Linked DNA regions of Mus musculus: region 2 is linked to region 1. Evidence: chromatin contacts called from public HiChIP or PLAC-seq data. All regions are on one chromosome and are shown on one strand. Each heading gives the region's core, a stretch centred on a gene start, on an enhancer-like site or on the middle of the called end of the contact. The rest is flanking DNA. Distances are from core to core; before and after follow the strand shown.

Region 1 (3,920 bases), core at 387-2,886:
GCCTCCTTCTCAAGACTGAGCAGGGCAGAAGAGCAGAAGTCATGACACCATCTCCCTCAGAACTTCACCTCCTGCCACTCGCAGCCCATCAAAGAGCAAAGGTTCCTGGGCCCTCCCTGTGTGCCAGGCCCTGCCATTAGCATCACACACACACACACACACACACACACACACACACACACACACTGTAAGCTTCTAAGGAAGCCATTCTTATCACTAAGACCCCTCTATTTATAGAGGGGGAAAATGAGCTGTAGGGACATGATGGGACTTGTGTAAAGCCATTAAGCAGATGACAGAGCCTTACTCTGTGACTCAGCTAAGCCCCCAGCTACTGCTGGACAAAGTACCTGCCATGCATCCCAGTATCTTGCAGCCTGGTTTGGGTGGGAAGGGCACACAGGAAAGTACAGGCTTATAAGATGATGTTGAAAGCAAGGGTTGGGTTGAACCTTTTGCCAAATCCATCCGGAGTCTGGGAGTAGCTGTCAAGGCAATGGTGCTCAACGTGGGGTTGGGGACCCAATTCAGCTCTGTTTATAACTCAAGGGGGAACAGTCCCATACTTCAGTCTCTCTTTAAAATGGGAACTAGACTTGTCCCATTTTTCATTGTGACTGTTGAAATAAGGGTAAGGAGACTGACCTGACCGTAGAGTAGGTCCTGTAACACATCCCAGCAGTCATTCGTTGTAGTGTGCTTGCTTGCTGCTGTTGTGAAGACTATTGTTAAGCAGGAAGCAGCTTAGATGCAGGTGATCCAGCCCCAGACAGAGACACCCATAACCCAGTGAAAGTGATGGGTGAACAAAACATTTCCTGCCCAGCTGCTTCTCCTTACACCCCACCCCATAGCAGAGTGGGCAGGCAGGCAGGCAGGCAGGCCATATGCAGCACATACCACTAGGCACTTGCTTCCCCTTTCTGTTTTCTTTACTCTTTTGAGTAAGGGAGGGGTTGCTGGGAATAGAACGCAGGACCTAGGACTCCTAGCCCCAATGGGTGTTAGTATATGTTTTATCAGCCTGTTGCACCCAGTCTGTAGCAGGGCTCCTTTCTGCCACAAGTAGCTCCAGTCTGTAAACCGGGCTCAGCTCTGTCCTACCTCCATTGCCTCCACGCTGTATCACTGTCCATCTTTGGAGAGTGATAGGTATGCACGCTGGCTCAAGAATGTCTTAACTTTCTGCTCATACCATATTCCACAGATGCTTTGGCTAAGCCAAGTCATGTGGTCAAGCCCTAGCCTAGTGGGGTGTGGAAATAGGAAATAACTCTGTTTCTAGTAAGAAAAACTGGGGCTCGAGAGATGGCTCAGTGGTTAAAAGAACTGACTGCTCTTCCAGAGGTCCTGAGTTCAATTCCCAGCAACCACATGATGGCTCACAACCATCTACAATGCCCTCTGCTGGTGTGTCTGAAGATAGCTACCGTGTACTATTATACATAAAAGAAATAAATAATTCTTTAAAAAATAAAAAAGAAAGGTGGCTTGGCCAAGCTTGTAGTCACAGAACGGGGATGAATCATTGGGAGTAGGATTGTAGAAAATTGGGGGAAGGGGGACCCTTAGCCAGAAACACTGGCCCATTGCTCAGCTGTTGTTTTATCTTCTGGGAGACCAGCCAGACTGAGGCCCGTTTCTGTCCAAGCACCTGACTAAGGGAGAGTCTGTGCCAGCCACCCAGCCTCCCGCAGTCTGCTGAGGCTCTGGCTGAAGCAGGCATTGCCTTTTATCCAGCCTGCTTCTAACTCATTATTTACATAGACTATAAAATAATGCTTAACTCTAAATTACCGCAAGTCAGAGCCTCGAGTGAGGCTAGCTAGACCTTCCCAGATGAAAGCCGACTAAATACAATAGGGAGGGAGGAGGACAGCCACAAATAAAATGTCACTGAGTGCCTAATGATAGAAGGCTATGCGACAGCCTGCGTAATTGGGCAAAGTGGCTGATGGCAACAGCTGGCGGGGTTAGCTGGTCTTCGGTTCTATTTATGTGTTTATCTGCTGCCTGTCACCATAATGGCCACAAGCAGTATTGATCACAGATTAATTTTGCCTCATCCCTTCTGTTTCTCAGCTCTACCCTTATCAGGCTCACCTCCTCCCCTCAAATAGACATCCAAATGAATATGTGGGGTAACCTGAAGTTTAGGGGCACAGTCTGTCTACCAGGGAATGTAAAAGCAAGACCTCCTGTGACCCTGGCACTATCCTAAGAGGCCTTAAATCTTCTAATATGACAGCCTTATGAGTTGGATATCATTGCTGCTGTTTTACAGATGCAGCCAGGGACTTAGCTACTTGATGGAAGCCACCCAGGTTGGGACTGCTGTAACTATGCCTTATTGGGCTCTGCAGATGTTTAGATATCTCAACACATGTCCTAGAATCAGAACTCTTTCTTTAAAACTTATTTTGTAGCATTTGTGTGTGTGTGTATACATATATATTATATACATATATATGCATACATGTATATATGTATGAATAAGAGAAGCAGAGTAAAAAATTCTTTTTACTCTACCTACCTTTCTCCTGAAGAACTAACACCCATTGGTTCGCCCAGGGTAGGTTGGTCAGTGAACCCCAGGAATCCTCCTGTCTTTACCTCCCAATTTCTGGGACTATAAACATTCACCATCACACTTTTTCTTTATATAGGTCCGAATGCTTGCAAACCTAAATCACTCCCCCGCCCCCGTGGCCGTACTTTTCACTGTGAACTACACAATGCCCTTTTAGTCTCTCAGCTACGTGTGACCTCCACTTCTCCCACAGCGAAAAATCTCCTTTCTGTTTCTCAGACTCGCCATGCTCTTGCCTCAGGGCCTCTCCGGGTGCTCCTACCTCTGCCCTGCTCACCTGGGTCACACAGGCTGCCCTGCCTCACCGTGAACCTTTTGCAGTTGAACCTGTGTGCCTGCCTCCTCGTGTGTCTTAGACAAAGGCAGCAGAGAGCAAGCGCTCTGTGCATGGGCTGCTGGAGCCTCTGTTCAGATCCCAGCTGTACTGCCTGTGTCGATTGTGGGACCGTAGGCAGGAGACTTCCTCTTTCTGTCCTCCGTTTCCCATCTGTAAAAGAGAGATAAGCACAGAGTTGCTAAGCAGTGAATTAACTAATACATGAAAGTCCCCTCTGCACAGAGTGACCCACGGCGCGCCCTGAGCAGATGGTAATTGCTATTACTGTCATCATTAATAAGATTATTATTGTTAGCCCAGATTGGGGAGTCACTGACGATGGAAGAGGCAGACAAATCAACTTCTGGAAAAGGGGAAACGGAGTCTTCAGCTGGCCAGTGGGGGGCGTGTAAGCTGTGCACTGAGGTCCCTGCTGGGCGTGAGGGGCTTCTTCTGGTGACATAGCAAGCACAGGTTGTTCCCTCCTCTTAGCATTGAAGTGTGCAGGTGTGGGAAGCCCCTCTTTGTGCCCCTCCATGGGCTTAGAGAGACGTGCAGTGGATAGAGTAGTGTTTTCCTACTGGGCACGGTAATCCCACGCCTCATAAATCTTGTGGCTAGCAGAGCAGCTCCATGATCCTGTTCTGTGTTCTCCAGTAGTCCCCAGTCAGTCTCTGACAGAAAGCCACTTCTTTTTTGAAGCAGACAGAGAAGCCATAGCTTATGTCTAACCAGAGACAAACGAGGTCACTTTATAGAGTGTCGTGGAACCCAGTCAGTGTATCCCTGTGGACACGCACAGTGCCTCTCCTCAGACTCACATACAGGAGCATGTGGAACCTAGCGCTCTGCTCTATAGAGCCTCACGGATTCCTTAGGATGCCCTCATTCTTTCCCCTTTGCTCCAGGCTCCGCACATCAGTTCATCTGCTGGCCTCAAGCCGGAGCATTCACACGTCATCCCTGAGAGGCATGGATCTGCTCTTGGGCTCCATTGGCTCTATTCACCCTGTT
Region 2 (3,538 bases), core at 831-3,330, 790 kb before region 1:
TGGCTAAGAAACTAGACACCTCCTCCCACTAGTACCTGTAATCTGGGTACCTCTTACCATTCAATCACTGACACAGTAAAGATGAGTAACTTTAAGTATAAATATATACATACATGCACATATACCTAATTTGTAGAAAGACCCTAACTCCTCCACTCTCCCAAAAGACAAAGATAAGAAAATGATCTCATGGAAATCCCATATGCAAAGCAAATGGCAGTGGTGACATTCTGATTGATGGAGGGAGGGAAAATCCAAGGTGTTACATGCTTAGCACATTCCCTCTGGCTTCCCACTCTAGGTGCTTTAAAAATAGCAACTTCAGCAGTAATGGCAAGATCAAACCCCCTTACACTCTGAAGGCTTTTGGTTATTGTCCTTATTAATAATCTTCTTTTCCTCATTAAAAACTTCAAATGTTGTTAGATTCATGCAGCATGAATCAAAGGAGAAACAAATGTTCTCAATGCTAGAATGGCCCCATCATGCCACTTAATGGATTTGTATTTAAAATGACAATCTTGGATATAGTTTCTTAGGTGGTTTTCAGAGTCTAATTGCTATCAAGTAAAACTCTTTCTACCAAATTAGTACTCCCATGTGCTGATCCCTTCTGATTAATGTAAGAAAGGCAATGGTGCTGAGGGGTGTCCTTCAGTTCTTTGTGAATTCAGTGATCAGTAAATGGTCTGATTCCCATTCCCTGTTTTAATTCAGAAGAACCACGGAGTGTATTTTTCTGTTCATAAGTATTTCTGTACACTGAATGTAAAACACTGAAACATGCGATGGCAGTTGTGGTGATGGGCCTGGTAAAGGCGCTGGCTTTGAAAATGGTGATTTTGGTGGTGGGACTGTTGGTGTGGCATTTCATCAAATGCGGTGGTCTTTTCTCCAAGGAACAAAGCGGTCTCTCTGCAATAGTTATGTGCAACTACAAGCAAGTTTGCCTCTCCTAAGCAGGGAATCACATACCGTGCATTTCACTGTATTCTTTTTCTAGGCACCCTTGTAATGATCTGTACCAACTTTTGGAACCCCTGTTGTCTGTGTATATTGTTTCCCATATGATTTGATCGTATAATTTGGATTTAAAATTAGTCACTTGAGTTTGTCTCTACCTAGAGCTTTCTGGTGATGGGTATTTGAGAAGGTTAGACCATTGTGAGACAGGTTAGTTTTACCCTACTGATGATGTGTTGTTGCCATGGTAATCCTGCTCAGTATGAGAGGAACCGCAGGTTCAGACATTTGTATGTCCTTGGCTGAGGAGCCAATGGGGCGAAGCTACCATCATCTGCAGACAGCTATTCTCCCTTTGAAAAACAGCTCTTGGTCTGCTATTGGGCCTTAGTGGAAACTGAAAGTTTGACAATAGGACACCAAGTTACTATGTGACCTGAATTATCAATGGTTGCTGATCATGTGGGCTTAACCTTTTTTTTTTTTTAAATATGAACTGAGACTTCTGATGCCCAGCTGCCTGTCACTCACACCATTTCACTGGTTCTTAATACACTTAGGGTTGACCTTTCTCCTCTCTGGATAAATAGTTTGATTTTCCCTTTGAGCTTTTGCCTCGTTCATTCCTAAGATTCTTTTGTTTCAGATTCAGAGAAATCTCTTTTTATGCTGGATGGTCTGAGCCACATTGCACCCATTTAAGTGATCACATTCCAGTATCACAATCCTTATCCAAGCTATGAAGTATCTCATTCAAAACTCAGCCCTGTGAAAGCATCATCATATTTTTCTCAGAATAGCCTTTAGCTCTGTTCTTGGATTTCTACCCGCACGGTATTTTTAGTGCTCATCTGGGATGACCTGTGCTGCCTGAGTTTCCTTCATGTTGATTAAGGATCCAGCCTGTTCAACAATGTCTCAAAGGATGAGCAGTGCCTTCTTCCTTGTTGTTAGCAGATGATGGCTTTCCGAAAACGCAACCAACAGAAAGGGAGATGACAGTGTGAATGGAGATACAGTGCTGACTGGTTTTTATTGCTTTATTACTCTAGGAGATCGAGACTCATCCAAGGACTCCAGGGGGAGTTCCCGCACTGTGACTCATGGATCCGAATTAGCTGGTGAGTTTAAAATGTTTAGTCACTGTTATAATCTCCGAACCCGATGATTGCTAATGAAACATGCATCACTGTCCCTAGAGAATTATTTCACACTTTTTTTTAAAACATATATTTTCAGTCTCAGGGAAGGCTTATTAAGTCACTTTGCTGGACCCCACCCCAAAGTTTCTGATTCAGTAAGTCTGGGGTGGAGCCCAAACACTTGTATTCTTAATAAATTCCCAGTCATCCTGATTCTACTGGGATGGGCACTCTACTTAGACAACTGACACTGTGGCAAAAGAGCGTCCATGTGAAAGGGTCTGGAAGGATTCAAGCAATACTTCTCTGCTGGCTAGTTTTATGGCACAAACAAGCTAGAGTCATCTCAGAGAAGGGAGCCTCAATTGAGAAAATGCCTCCATATAACTGGGCTGTAGGCAAACTTGTAGGACATTTTTATAGTTAATGATTGACATGGGGTGGCCCAACTCTGTTGTAGGTGAGACCACTGCTCGGTTGGTGCTCCTTTATTCTATAAGGAAGCAAAATGAGTCACCAAGGGCAAGCTAGTGAGCAGTACTTTCCCCCATGGCCTCTGCATCACCCTGCCTCCAGCCATGTTTGAGTTCCTCCTGCCTTGACTTCCCTCAATGGACTGTAACACATAAGCCAAATAAACCCTTTCATCCCCAAGTGGCTTTTGGTCATGGTGTTCATCACACTATGTGACCCTAACAAGGACAACCCCATTTTACACTGCCCCATTATGGAGTCAAAAAGAGAACTCTTTAGGCATGAAATAGCTTGGCTTTGATCATCATTCATTTACCTCTAAATTGAGAAAGATGATGACAGGGTCTGAGATTCAATGTTCTAGCTGATAATCTGGAGATATTGTCACAGGGCACTCTTTACAACCAAATGACAGAATAAATACCTAGAAAATGTTTAGCATAAATCTCATAATGTAGCCAGCATTTCAGAATTTACTGTGTGCCAGAAAGATTAAGCAAAGCATTTCATTTCTACATTGAACTACATGAAACTGATATTTCCATAGGGCAAGTGATCCCAATACCAGGGAATTTAGAGCTCATTTACTGTTAACATATCTAATTACCTTGCAAACCCTATAATATATGAAAACACTGTTATCATCACCTTATTACGGATGAGGAGACTGAGGTAAGAGGTAAGAAAGGTAAGAGGAGGGAAGCAACTTGCCAAGTTGATATGACCAGAGAGTGGTGGAGCCAGGTTTCAAGCCTGGGTCTCATATTGCCTTGCCTAAGCCCAGTCTGGAAGAAAATTCCATAATGACCATAATTACTGCCAGACATGCATTATTAAATAGACTGCTGTTGGCCATGACTCAGATGAACCCCTAGAAACATTACTCCAGGCAGCAAAGTCTGACAGGAGGCAAACCTACTTCTAATCCCTAATGCTGGGATTACAGAGATGTCTCTTAC

What was found. HiChIP or PLAC-seq counts read pairs in DNA pulled down with a chosen protein or histone mark.
Region 2: a FOXA1 HiChIP or PLAC-seq map of pancreatic cancer cells shows a contact between it and region 1. The contact joins two enhancer-like sites. A contact is called at or near these places in 1 of 484 Hi-C or Micro-C datasets (cortical neurons) and 1 of 115 datasets of contacts at active chromatin or transcription factors (pancreatic cancer cells).

What each region holds. Positions count from the first base shown.
Region 1 is chr2:102,036,432-102,040,351 of GRCm38.p6, reverse strand. The region is part of intron 4 of Ldlrad3 (low density lipoprotein receptor class A domain containing 3); the gene reads left to right. Among named protein-coding and RNA genes, the nearest start is that of Gm39888, 46 kb to the right of the region's middle. Within about 2 kb of position 1,636, at least 186 of the 459 cell types and tissues checked have an H3K27ac peak or open chromatin away from gene starts, as enhancers often do. A contact at or near this core is called in pancreatic cancer cells, where this site is marked.
Region 2 is chr2:102,827,088-102,830,625 of GRCm38.p6, reverse strand. Cd44 (CD44 antigen) reads left to right here. Exons shown (of 9, transcript NM_001039151.1): 6 at 2,016-2,084. Among named protein-coding and RNA genes, the nearest start is that of Gm23731, 69 kb to the left of the region's middle. Within about 2 kb of position 2,080, at least 22 of the 459 cell types and tissues checked have an H3K27ac peak or open chromatin away from gene starts, as enhancers often do. A contact at or near this core is called in pancreatic cancer cells, where this site is marked.